2 separate regions of the Sus scrofa genome follow, and region 1 is linked to region 2. A link is a contact called in public Hi-C data. All regions are on one chromosome and are shown on one strand. Each heading gives the region's core, a stretch centred on a gene start, on an enhancer-like site or on the middle of the called end of the contact. The rest is flanking DNA. Distances are from core to core; before and after follow the strand shown.

Region 1 (6,784 bases), core at 749-3,248, 56 kb after region 2:
GCTGATAAGTGGCTCTGGAGAAGTGGGCTGGGCCCCTCTGATAGGCTAAGGGCTCTGGGGAATTTAAGGAGGAACGAGACCCAGGGAGTTCCCATTGTGGCTCAGCGGGTTAAGAACCCGACTAGTGGAGTTCCTGTCGTGGCTCAGTGGTGAATGAATCCAACTAGGAACCATGAGGTTGCAGGTTCGATCCCTGGCCTTGCCCAGTGGGTTAAGAATCTGGTGTTGCCGTGAGCTATGGTGTAGATCACAGATGGAGCTCAGATCTGGTGTTGCTGCGCCTCTGGTGTAGGCCAGCAGCAACAGCTCCAATTAGACCCCTAGCGTGGGAACCTCCATATGCCATGGGTTCGGCCCTGAAAAGGACAAAAAGACAAAAAAAAAAAAAAAAAAAAAAACTCTTTTCTGATCAGGTGATAGGACCAGTGCTTATAGCATGTGGTCTGCAAAGTCCCTGGAATTGACAACATTGTCTGGTCTGGTCTTCTTGTCAATAAGTTAAATATAGGTGAGCTGGCTGATGCTTTGGTTAAGTAGAATCCCAGCTGGTTGAATAAACTTTCCCAGACAGTAATGACTATGGATGGAGGACAACCCAAAGGAAAATCTTTTGTTTTGAGCCTCAGGGACTAGTTTTATTAACTTTCACTTCTGGCATGGTGGGGGAACAATTAGAGCTAGGTTCCTTTCCTTACCAAAAAGCCAACAAGATGCATCTGAATCAGACCAAAATGACAATAATAATAAAACACAAAATAAATTTCCTGGGAAAAAAATGACCATATCAAACTTTTAAAATTGGAAACCTTTTTTTTTTGTTTAAGGGCCTCACCTGAGGCATATAGAAGTTTCCGGGCTAGGGGTCGAATTGGAGCTACAGCTGCCGGCCTACACCACAGCCACAGCAACTGGGAATCTGAGCAGCATCTGTGACCTACGCCGAAGCTCTCGGCAGTGCCAGATCCTTAACCCACTGAGCGAGGCCAGAGATCGAAACTGCATCCTCATGGATACTAGTCAGATTTGTTTCTGTGGCACCATGATGGGAACTCCTGGAAACCATTGTAAACCTCAACTTTACAAACAGTTATTTCAATGCCCAAATGAGATGAATTACCTCTCAGAAGAAAACACTAGAGACAGCAGAAATGAAACCTTTGAACCAGTGATATAGCCAATACTAACATGGCACCGGTGGGAGGTCTTTCCCATTGGTTGGTGAGGGCCCAAGATGTAAAAAAAGCCTCACTCTTTAGCCATCTTTCTGAGGCAGTCTGCCTGGCCTGGCTTTCATCCTGTGTCCACTAACATGTTTTCATTAGAGTTTTAGCACCAAGCTGCTACATTGTAAAGTAATGCTGGTGGCTGCCACCTGGGGAGATTTTACAGGAGCAGTAGTGGGAGAGAGCAAGCCACTGCTCTTGCCTCCCCTACCCCGCTCCCCCGCAACATTTTCATCTCAGGTTGTGGCAAAAAGCACCCAGACATTTATACTGGGAAGAACCTTCTATCAGTCAAAGTCCCTGAAGATGGAATGCGTTACTACAAGGGGCAGTGTGCTTCCTGGTCCAGGATGTGGTCAGATGGGGCTGGGTGACCACCGGGAGGGGGAATGTGGCAGGGATACTGGTGAGATGCTGGAGTTCCCATAATTGGGAATCAGGTGCCTGGTGCGCCCTTTGAGTGGCAGGAGTTCAGTCTGGGGTGAGATCAGCCTGCTGCTTTCAGGGAAGGCTTCCAGGGGAGCACCTGGACAGGCTGAAGACCGCTCAAGCCTAGTGGGGAAGGTGTCACAACCCCGTGTCCCCAAGGTGACACCAAGCTGAGGAAGTGGAGAGCTCTGTGGGGTAGATATGCAAGAGTCCTTTTGCCTGAGGTTGAAGACTCCAAGGGGGTGGATGGAATGGAGGGAGTCTTTGTGGGGGCTGAATCCAGCTCTGCCCTGACCTAGACAGGAAGTCTCCAGCAGGTCACTTCACCTCCTGGAGCCTCAGTTTTTTTCATTAGTTCAGCAGAGCTACACCTACTTCATAGTCTTTCTGTACAGGTTACGTAAGAGTCATAAAGCATGTAGTTCGAAATCTGGCACCCGGTGGGGGTTCACTAAGTGATCATTTATTTCATTCCTCCTCTCTCAGTCTCCCGTGCCAGGATCTTTCTCTCTCATTTCTCCCCTCCGGCCCCTTTCTCTGGGTGATTTGCGCTGGGAGCTGCAGCGGGAGCTGACTTGGCAAGCTCGGGCTGGGAGCTGGGAGCGCAGCCTTCCCCTCTGCACTCCGTGGGAGGCGCTTGGGCAAGATTTGGGAGCTCGCCAGAGCAGACAGGTATTTCCAGTTCGGCCAGAAAAGAAAAGTATGAAGGTGGGGATGGGGATGGGGATGGGGGAGGAGACCAGAGGAGCGGGGTGGATCCCCTGGGAGGAGGGCGGGGAGTCCTGCTCCCCGCTTGCTGTTCCTGCCCCCAGGCTCAGATTTCAACCCTAGATGCCGCATCTGCGGTTAAGCCCGTTAGCGGAGAGGAGAGGGTCCAACGGTGGCTTCCACGGGAAGGGAGTGTGCAAGGGGCCAGCTGAGGTCCAGCGCCTGCGACCCCTGGAGCGCGGGCCCTGACAGGCTTAGGAGCCCCTCAAGCTTGCGGCGGGAAGCTGCCGACCGGTCTTGCCACGCTCGGTGGTATCGAGCTCCACCAGGGGGCAACCCGAGCCCACGTGCCACCGAGTCCTGCCCTCGCGAAACTACAACTCCCAGGCCGCTCGGGGGTCGCGCCCGCCTCAGCTTGTCTTCTGCTCGCTCCAATTGGCCGCCGCGGGAGGGGGATTGACGGTCTCCAGGGCGACGGGAGGCGCTCGGGGCATCCGAGGCGGGGAGGCGGGTCCGCCCCCTATTGTGTAGCTGGAAGAGTGGAGCCGAGCGGTGCCGAGCAGGTGAGGGCGGGGGCGTTCTGGGGGGCAATTGAATGGAGGTGCCGGCGGGGGGATGGAGAACAGTTCTGGAGTTATAAGGGTCAGGAGAAAGCGGGGGACCCGTGGCGAGAAGTGGAATTCTTTTGGGGAGCAGAACTAGGGGAGTCCTGGGGAGCGAAGTGGAATTCTTGGTGGGTGGGTCGAGGCTCCGGGGGAACAGGAGGAGTTCGGGACGTAATGCGTGTGTGTAGCGGGGAGGGTGATTCTTGGTGGGTTCCAAAAGCAGGGAGAAGTTCCAGGGGTCCGGAGAAGGCGAGGGGGAAGGGAATTGGGGGCGGGGTATCAGAAGTGTATTGTGGGCTGAGGCAGGAGAATTCTGGGGAGGGAAATTCTAAGGAGGAGAGGATGGGAGAAATGGGTGGGTGGCGATTCTGGAGTAGATGGGGAGTTCCTTGAAGAGCAGAGGACCTAGTGCAATTGGAGACCAGGTGTGAAAGGCGGGGGGACTGTGAGAATCAAGGATAACTGGAATAGGAGAATGAGAGAGTGCTGGGTGGGGAGAGGATCAGATGAGGACATGGTTAGGGCAGAAGATCTTAGAAAAGCAGAGGAATCCTGTGCAAACCTAGGTTACTAAGGTTTTCAGAAAACTGAGCCAGGAGGGAACTGGGGGTTCCTATACATTTGGCAGAAGACTTGTCCAGGAAGGATGGGTGAGCTGGCTGGGGGCAGTGAGAAGCAAGAGGGGGGGGTGTTTGTGGGGAGTTGTCAGGAGTTAGGTGCACAGGGCCATTAAGTAGAGGCAGAAGGATATTTTATAGCCAGTCCCGAACTGTGAGGCCACCAAGAGTGGGGTGGAGGCCCACGGAGCAGAGTCCACTTAGATTTGCCAGGCTCAAGACAGCATCCACACCCCAAGCCTGCTGCCACTTCCCTAGATGCTCAGGGGCTGGGGCTGTCAAGAATTCTGGCTCTCATGCCCCAGGGCTCACTTTATACACCCTAGGGACTCGAAGGCTTTTTTGGCCTTTCAGGGACCATGCCCCCGGGGGTTGGGGAAGGGAGAGCTTGGCAAACCTTGGGCCCTGAGGATACGGGAAGCGGGGGAGGTAAGTGGGAGGTACTGGAATTGGCACTTGGGTCATGCTGTCTGGCAGAGAAGGAGGGCTGCCTGGCAGCATCGTGAAGAGGAAGCAGCACCAGCCGCCAGCCCTGGGACCTGCCCAGACCTGGAGGATGCTGCCTGGGCCCCCCCTTTCCTGCAATGTCTGACTCACAGCTCAAGCAGTATTGGGAGGCTGAGTGGAGAAAGATGTACAGGGTCTCCAGCTTGCAGGGGTTACAGAAGCTGGGGAAATGAGGCAAGGATTTTGTCGGGGGTGGGGGGAGAAGCCCTGGGAGACTTTCTGGGGGTTTTCATCCAGGCTTTGCCCTCAGTGGGCTCTGTGCCCCCAAGCAAGGCTGTCTGAGATCTTCAGGGTCCTTATTTGTCACTGTGGGGCGGAGGCAATAATTCTGGTTCCACCTTGCTGTCTGCTACCTTGTTATTAGCATCAGAACTAAGCAAAGAGGAGGGGGAGGAGGCTGGGCCATGGGGGCTCTTTGTCTCCCATACTTTCCAGACAAGTCCTTTTCCAGGTATATAGGAACCTCAGTTCCCTCCTGGCTCAGCTTTCCAAGAGCCTTAGTAACCTGGGTATCCCCATAATTCCTCTGCTTTCTCTGAGATCTTTCCAACTCCTCTGCTCCCCACGTGTCCTCACCTGTCTGGTCTCCCCACCCAGCATGCCCTCACTCTCCTGGGACTCTCCCCCCACCCTCACCCCCTTATCTGCTCTCCTCTCTCCTTTCTCTTCCTTTGCTCACCTCCAGCTTTTCTCTAACCATAGCGTTTGTTCTGGTTTCCAACATTGGCCCACTCTGCGTGTTGCTTTGCATTTTGCCTCTAGATCTGATGGTGCTCCTGAGAACGGCTTCGGCAGGCGTTCTGTGAGCTAAGCCCTAACTGTCCGGAAGAGTGCAAGCAGATACCTGTTACCTGATCAGAAGGATTGACTCAGCTCACTGGGCTGTGGACATCCCTGGGCCCCTCCATCTGGGCCCCTGTGGATAGGAGGGGCCAGGCGAGCAGGCAGCTGGGCTATGGTTTGGTGCCTCAGTCTGGCCATCCTCAGCCTCATCATCAGCCAGGGGGCTGACGGTGAGCTGGGCTCCAGAAATCCCTATTGGCCTTGGGGTGGGCGGTGGTCCCCCCGGGGTTCTCAGGGGAGGGGAGGGCTAGCACCCGTTCTACAGAAGTCGAGGATCCCCTTCATCACTTCACAAAGGCCTGGGGAGCCCCACAGAGCTAGAGAGGGTATCTCCCCTCCCAGCCCTGATTCTGGTCCCTTGCTGTGTCCTCGTGCCACCTGTCCTGCCCTGCAGGTCGAGGGAAGCCTGAGGTGGTGTCAGTGGTGGGCCGGGCCGGGGAGAGTGCGGTGCTGGGCTGTGACCTGCTGCCCCCGGCTGGCCGGCCCCCTCTGCACGTGATCGAGTGGCTGCGCTTTGGCTTCCTGCTTCCCATCTTCATCCAGTTCGGCCTCTACTCTCCTCGCATTGACCCTGATTACGTGGGTAAGGTTTGTCCTCAGGTGGGAGGTTGGGAGGTATCCCCAACAAGGGTGGGCTGAATAGAGTGGGAACAAGGCCTCTTCTTGAAGTTCCTGTTGTAGCGCAGTGGAACGTATTTGAGTATTTGACTAGTATCCGTGGGGATGCGGGTTCGATTCCTGGCCTCACTCAGTGGGTCAGGGATCCGGCATTGCAGTGAGCTGTGGTGTAGGTGGCAGATGCGGCTTGGATCTTGAGTTGCTGTGGCTGTGGTGTAGGCCAGCAGTTGTAGCTCTGATTAGACCCCTAGTCTGGGAACTTCCATATACCGGGGGTGTGACCCCCCCCAAAAAAAAGACCTCTTCTTAACTCCCTCATCCCTGCCCCAACCTCCTCTCCAGCAACACTACCTGGGCTGTGCTTAACAAGTATTGCTCTGCTCCCAAGCAGTGTTGATTCATTGAAGGATTCATTCATTTACACACACACACACGCACGCACGCACGCACGCACGCACCCAGTCTGTTTGGAATTCCACATGGTCTGCTCCAAAGGAGATCTCGTAGCCCTATTCCAGTGTCCGTCCTAATTCTCTAATCACTCTCATCATGAAACCTCCTAGACTCCATCCTGATCCTCCCTAGTTTCCCTGCGTGGCCTTCTCCTGCTCATTCCTCTGCCCACCTCCTCTCCTCCTGTCTTAAATGCTAGCTTGGGGGGTTCTAGGTATCTAGGACATGGGCTGATGGGTCAGTGGGGTGGGTGGGTCTGTGACCTGTCTGCTTCTCCACTGCTTCTGATTCTGAGTACAGCAAAGCCTGCGCACAGACAGGGTGGGCTGGGGAGGACCGGGCCCCCCCTGAAGATCAGCATACTGGTGGGGCTGGGCTGTATTCCTACTTCAGGCGGCTCCTGTAGGTATGGATTTAAGATAGTGTATGGGCCTCCCTGGGGGCCTTCTCCTGTGCCCCAGCTGGCTGCCTCGAAAGGCTCCACTTCCTCCTAATCCCCTGATGGAGCCTTAATCTGAGCGGTTTAGTGCAGGTCTTGGAGGGCGGTGTATGGGAGGGCCTAGGGCTGGCTGGCCGGTCAGAGCATCTAGCTGCCTCCTCTTCAAGGGGAACCCAGGAGAGGCCACCTGGGAGGACGTGGATGAGGGGGAGGGAGACCCCTTCCCTTTTCCCTCTTTAGTTTGAATCCTGGGAGAAGCCACAGGATTGGCCAAGCCTTCACGGCTGGGGCAGGCTGAGCAGAGAGGGGAGGAGGCTCAAGCAGGTGCGCAGAAGGGAAGGG
Region 2 (6,882 bases), core at 2,697-5,196:
ACCTCAGCCCATTCTCACACTCTCTGTGCCATGAACAAGCCTTGGGTGCGCCTTTAGCCGAGAACTCCAGCCCCTGTCCCCTCCTCAGGGCGGGGGGTTCGAATCTGGCACCACCCTGCACAAAATACCAGTCTTACAAGGCTCACTCATCTCTGGTCCGTGTCACCCAGAGGTGTGGGGTGTTTGTCCTCTTCTGCCCCAGAGGTGACTTCATCTGGGAATGACGAAGGGACAGTGTCGATATAGGGACCCAGATTATTATTTTGGACTGGAAACACGATCTGTTTCACTTGCATTGACTCTCAGAGGGAAAAGTGGGCCTGCTGTGTGTCTGGGAGCTCTCTCAGAGCCTGGCTCGGAGGCAGAGATGGATAGGCCAGCTTCTGTTTTCCCGTCCACACTTTGAGAAAATCAGAGCCTATTCAGCAGGTCACAGCCTGAAGGCTGCCTGGGATTTACTGTCAGCCGAGAGATAAGCATTTGTCCCTAGTGTTGAATTAGATTGCCTTTTCCTCTTAGCTTCTGGACCACCAAAGAGGGCGCTGACCATATGCCAAGGATGTTGCAGACAGGAGAAATTCACTGGATGGGAGGTTGGACAACGTTCCGAATGCTCTTTGTTTCCAGAAATTCTGTGTCTGTGTTTTCTTCTGCTATTAAAGGGGATCCATCTCCCTAACCCTGAAATCCTGAGATACCTGCCTCCTTGTTCAAGGTCCCCTAAGGCTTGTGTGTGAAGGATGGGGCTGTTTGGTGATCACACAGATATTTTTTATTGTCTTAAGGCCTGAACTAATCGGAGATGCCTTCCCTTTGGGAGGCTCACTAGTTAAATTCCCCTGGATGGGCCTGAAGTCCCCCTAATACTCAGCATGCTGTTCAGATTTCCCCCCTTCTCCTGGGAAACAAACAGGAGTTGCCAACTGTGACTTTGTTTATTGTTCTTCGGCAAGTTGCATTAAAATTTATATGCGCCTTTCCAAGAGAAGATAAATTATACATATTACAAGAAGGGATGAAAACCCATTGTGATGATGACATTACCGTGGGAAGGGTGTCTTTGTTCTTTGCTTGGTGCATAATCTATCTATCAGAGCAGACCTGTCTATTCAGCTGGTCTAAGATGTCAGTGAGTTATGACTGGGAGTCTTTGGTGGATCGTCTCTGCTGTTGGGAAGAAAATGAAAAGGCGAGAACACTTCTCTTTGAGACTTATTCCTTCGTGCCCTCAGGGCTTGGCTGTGGTCTGGGGTTTCCTTCCTTGCAGGGCCAGGGGTAGGGTAGCGTAGAGAAGGTGGCCTTATTTTAGAGTTCTCAGATATGTGAAAAGAAAGCTTCATCTCCAGCCCAGATCTGGAAAAGATACCTATTCTAATCAAGTGCTTCTTGGATTTTCTTGAATAGAGGAAAAAGGGGAGTGAAGCAATCTTTTTTTTTTTTTTTTTTGCTTTTTAGGGCTGCACCTACGGCATATGGAGGTTCCCAGGCTAGGGGTCCAATCAGAGCTACAGCTGCAGGCCTACGCCAGAGCCACAGGAACCCAGGATCTGAGTCGCATCTGTGACCTACACCACAGTGCACAGCAACGCCAGATCCTTAACCCACTGAGCAAGGCCAGGGATCGAACCTGCAACCTCATGGTTCCTAGTCGGATTCGTTTCTGCTGTGCCATAATGGGAACTCCCCAGTAATCCTTTTTTTAAAAACACCTGTTAGTTGTGAAACTCTCATCTCTTTGCCTTTAGCACCATCCAAGGGGGCCCCACCCAAGAATGATTAGGTGATCCTCCTTTGTCTAATCTAAAGGAGGATTACATTTGTCAAACCTAGATTTGTACAGGATGCTAAGAGACAGAGATGTGCCCAAATAACTTGATTTCTTTCTTTTTAAATGGCTTTTTCCTTTTGCAACTCAATGCTAAGCAATTTTCAGGCACTGCCTGTGCCACTGCTGGGCCTGTACGGAAGGTAGGATTCTTCATTTGTCTAAATAATACTGGAGCTGAGTGCAGCAGGGGGCCCACAGCAAGGCCTCTGAGAATAACCAATGGAGCTAGTCTGAATATCCACCTTTTCTGGCGGCACCTGCTCTATGCAGAAGTTCCCGGGCCAGGGAGTGACCCTACACCGCAGCAGCAACCCGAGCCACAGCAGTGACATGGCGGAGTCCTTAACTGCTAGGCTGTAAGGGAACTCCAACTCTCCATTCTTTAATAAAAATGTTTAAAACGCAAACATCTTGATTTCTAAATGAAGATGAACTTTTAATGGGAAATTTGAAGCTCTCTTATGTGTCTTCCCTTGTTGCAGATATATAGCCGGTTTTCTGGGTCGAGCCCCTCAGAACCTTATGTACTTTGCTCAAGAATCGCAGATAGGAGTTCCCGTCGTGGCGCAGTGGTTAACGAATCCGACTAGGAACCATGAGGTTGCGGGTTCGGTCCCTGCCCTTGCTCAATGGGTTAACGATCCCGAGTTGCTGTGGCTCTGGCGTAGGCCTGTGGCTACAGCTCCGATTCGACCCCTAGCCTGGGAACCTCCCTATGCCACGGGAGTGGCCCAAGAAATAGCAAAAAGACAACAACTGAAAAAAAAGATAGATTAAAAAAAAAAAAAAAAGAATCGCAGATAATGCTCATGAGGTCTCTTAATCTAATACACTTCCCATGAGAAGGAACACTGTTACATAGTGATGACAGTGGATCTCAACTCCATCACTACTTCTTCCCAAGAGTCTCCTGAAACACTCGTTTTTATAGCAAAGATGCCTTCCAGCAAGATTGACTATAAAAAGAAGTCTCTCTCCCGTTGACTTGTGTTATAAAATCAGAGATATGATCACAGAGAAAAAACATCCCAGCTGGCTTGACAAAAATGCTTAGTTAAGGGAGGAGTAGATGACGTGCTGGTTTTATTCCACGATCACATTGTAAGTTCTTCAAGAGAAGGGGGCTGGGACTCCCTTGCTGTAGCTCCTAAAGAGTTGGTACAGGACCTTAAAATGTGGTAGGCACAGTAAATGCTGACATAGGTTGGCCAGGTCTTTACAGTAGAAAGAGAATTTTGAGAAACTTTTGAAAAGAGCTGTGGAATTCTTTTTGAAAATAGAATAAGATTTTTAAAAATTAGCATATGAAGAGATAAAAAGTGCCAGAATTAGAGGGGAGGAGAGGAGCCACCCTCTCTTGGCCCTGCCTCTCTGACGTGGCCCCTTAGTGATTTGAAGACGCAATGATAAAGCCCGCGTGAGAGTCCTGAGGCGAAGACACCAAGTGACATCACCAAATCTGCACAGCTAATGATGGAAAAGACAGAACCATAATTCAGGCTTTTAACTGTACTGGAAAATTCCAAGGACTCCCTCACTGCTTTTTCCATATGACAGGAATTTCTCCTATTTAATTTATACCTGCAACTTCGTAGGGTTTAGCCACCGGTTCCCTTTTTTGCCTGTAAAAGGAATTGGCTGCAATGCCAAAATGTACCAGTAGATGTCACTATATGCCATTTTATTGTGCATATGGTCTTCAGCTGAATTTTACTTGATTTTCTTAATTCCGGGTCAGCAGACTGCTGGGAATCTTTTGATGGAGGCCGCCGGGAGTTGGAGGGTTGAAGGAGGCCGCAGGGAGTTGGAGTGATTCGGGGGCGGGGGTTGGGGGGTAGGGGGTTTGGGGATGAGATGAGATGGGATGACCGAAGAGAGAGCTATGATAATTTTAAAATCTGTTTTAATCATGATGATTTTTTTAAAAAGTTATTTGACTAGATATAAAGGGCAAAACTCTTAGTTGAAACCCTTTTTATTTTTTATTTTATTTTTTTAAGGAAAAAAACAGGCGTTTCCTAAACTGAACTCCTAGGATGAGAAGTAGAATCCAACTCATCCCATCTGGGGAACCCCCACTTTCTCTTCAATCAGCAAAGTCCTCCTCTTTGCTTCACAGGGAGGGTTTCAAATGATTAAAGTGCACGAGGCTTGAAGTTGACATGACTGGGGTTGAATTCTGGCTCTGTGGTTAGCTGTGTGATCTAGAGCATGTTACTTAACTTCTTCTGCCCTCAGTTTCTTCAACTGCGGTATAACAACACTGATCATATGCTGCCGTGAAGATGAAATGTGAAAACACAAAGATTAACTGTCATTGTTAGCTATGATTATTTCACCTGATGAAAAGTGTTTTCATAGCTAAAATCATTTGAGAACTACAGACAAGCCCAAGTTTTTGTTTTAAAAATGTGGGAACTAGGTCGGAAGAGGCTAAGGAGTTCTCTGATTGTTTCACAATGTCATAACACAATACAATTATTTATGTAAAACAAGACCTGTGGGTTCTAATCTTTTACAGGTGTATCCCTCCCTGCTTGGGGAAACTTGATATGTCACCATGTGAATTTACAAAACTGATAAACTACAAAACAATTCTTCACCTAATGATTGAACATGCCAAATAGTTCAGTTTATTTTCAAATTTATTTTTATTTTATTTGTTCTGCTTTCAAAAGTAATCCAGAACAGGTTTCAACAAACGATGTGCTTAACTAATGATGCTGTCAATGCAGGAACACATCATCTGATAAATAAATATAAATGCTTTCCCGTAAGTTTTCAGCCACAGATTTAATGCTTTGATTTAATTGCTTTGGCAGTATTTTGGTTGGGAACATTCATATTCAGTGAATAGCTATATAGGCTGCCAAGTGGAGGCTTTAGTGAAATGGGAATTCATGGATCCATGGCCTTATGGTATTGGTTGCTTTGATAATTATTATTTAAAACAAAACAAAAAAAAACTAACAAAAAATCAAGCGGCCACACCCACAGCATATGGAAGTTCCTGTGCCAGGGGTCGAGCCACTGTAGAAGCAACGCCGAGTAGTTATGTTGTGAGCCATGCCTCCAGTCCAGCTTCGATAATTATTAATTCGAAAAGTTGTGGCTCTATCCTCATGCGTAATGCAAATTGTGTTACACTTTGCTATGGAAATCCACCTTATACAACACTTAACTTCTGTTTTTCAGAATTCCTAAGATTTCAAGTAGCTATTTTTAAGGAAATGCAATTTTATTATGATAGAATCCCATTGCCACTCCATGTGCTCCAATGCCTAGAGGCAGAGAACCCTCTGGATCAAGGAACCAACAGTTCAAGGACTGGTTTGATTAGACTCATGACTGCTTTGAAGATTCCCCGTGGTGCTCAGGTTGAAGCAGAGAGGCCATTTGAATCATGGTCACTGGTCCCTTAAAAAAAATAAAAGATAAAAAAGGCAACTTGGGCTTCCCAGTTGTCTGCTGGGATCGCTGCAGCAGTTGCTGCCAACAGAGGGCGCTGCTGTCGGCGCCCAGGTGAAGAGGCCGGTTTGCGCACCTGTGCGGTGCAGGCTTCAGTCGTGGGAGGCGCGACTTGCCCACAAAGCTGGGGAATCAGTGTCTAGGGGCCATGATATTGGGGGGGGGGGGGCTCATGAAAATGTTTTCGATTTAATTTCTTTTGAGGAGTTCCCATCGTGGCACAGTGGTTAACGAATCCGACTAGGAGCCACGAGGCTAGGGGTTTGATTCCTAGCCTTGCTCAGTGGGTTAAGGATCCTGTGTTGCCATGAGCTGTGGTGTAGGTCGAAGACGCAGCTCGGATACCGCGTTGCTGTGGCTCTGGCGTAGGATGGTGGCTACAGCTCCGATTAGACCCCTAGCCTGGGAACTTCCGTATGCTGAGGGAGCAGCCCTAGAAAAGGCAAAAAGACAAAAAAAAGGAAAAAAAATTTCTTTTGAAATCAAAGTATAAAATAAATACAACAATGAATATATAATAACGAATCCAGTCTAGATTACATTTGTTTTTATACTAACGGTGGTGAAATTTAATTAAAATTTTTTTATGGAGGAAAAGGCTGACGAAGGCCAATTGCCTAGGGCCCATGAAAGTTGTAATGCAGAAGTTTCTGTTGTGGCGCAGCGGATACCAATCAGGCTAGTATCCATGAGGACGCCGGTTCTATCTCTGGCCTCGCTCAGTGGGTTAAGGATCCAGCTTAAGTCACAGATGCAGCTCGGATCCTGTGTGCTGCAGGCTGGCAGCTGCTGCTCTGATTCAACCCCTAGCCTGGGATCTTCCATATGCCACAGGTGCAGTCAAAAAAGCAAAAAAATATAAAAGTCATAAGGCAACCTTGAGCTATACTTGAAAATTCCAAGTCCTAAATTTACTGCTGGGGAAGAGGGAGAAGAGACTCCCTGTCCTGAAGGCAAATGCTGTCCTGGGGCCCAAAGTGACGTTGGGTGAAGAAGTCATAGCCCATCTGGGAGCAGACTGGCTATAAAGGAGGTGATGTGGGCATCTATGTATTATTTTAAACGACAAAGCTAGTGGGGCCAAGACCTGACCTCACAGCCACGAGCTGCTAGCCTCTGACCTGCCTCCCAGCTCTTCCTAAATGGATATTTTACTCCCTTGCTCTGCCTCCAAAATGTCTTGCCATCTAAATAACATGGCACACCTGCACTGGTGGACAGGGTGGGGAGCTGGATGTTTCCTCTCGGGGGGAGGTGATGGGGGGCGAGGAGAACCGTGTTTCAGGCAAACTAGTTGCTTGGATCAACTTTCCTCCCTGGGAAATTACTGTTGGAGGAGCTCAGGGGTTCCCAAGCAGGTGTTTCTACCTGGACCTCAGGGGACACAGAAACCCCTCTCCCCCTATCCCCCTCTCCCGTTAACTCAAAGGAACTCTTGCATCAGGCAGGAGGGGAAAGTCTGACATCTGATCTCTCTCCAGACAGTGATGCTGTGGTCTCACCTCCACCCCCACCCCAAGGCCCTATTATTGCCTGGCCTCCTGGGGACAGCGCCTATACCCTCTGCGGGGCCAATTTGAAGCTGG

The links. Hi-C and Micro-C count contacts between places; a contact is called where the count stands out from the background.
Region 1: a Hi-C map of alveolar macrophages shows a contact between it and region 2, with 2.3 times the contacts expected there. The contact joins the promoter of IGSF9 here to the enhancer-like site in region 2. A contact is called at or near these places in 1 of 5 promoter capture datasets (liver), 24 of 47 Hi-C or Micro-C datasets (alveolar macrophages, blood, brain and 14 more) and 2 of 2 datasets of contacts at active chromatin or transcription factors (alveolar macrophages and skeletal muscle).

Annotation. Positions count from the first base shown.
Region 1 is chr4:90,541,768-90,548,551 of Sscrofa11.1, forward strand. IGSF9 (protein turtle homolog A) reads left to right here and starts at 1,999. Exons shown (of 21, transcript XM_021089579.1): 1 at 1,999-2,324; 2 at 4,852-5,102; 3 at 5,327-5,515. The coding sequence starts at 5,045.
Region 2 is chr4:90,483,690-90,490,571 of Sscrofa11.1, forward strand. No RefSeq gene overlaps it. Among named protein-coding and RNA genes, the nearest start is that of PIGM, 26 kb to the left of the region's middle. Within about 2 kb of position 3,947, at least 2 of the 83 cell types and tissues checked have an H3K27ac peak or open chromatin away from gene starts, as enhancers often do. A contact at or near this core is called in alveolar macrophages, where this site is marked.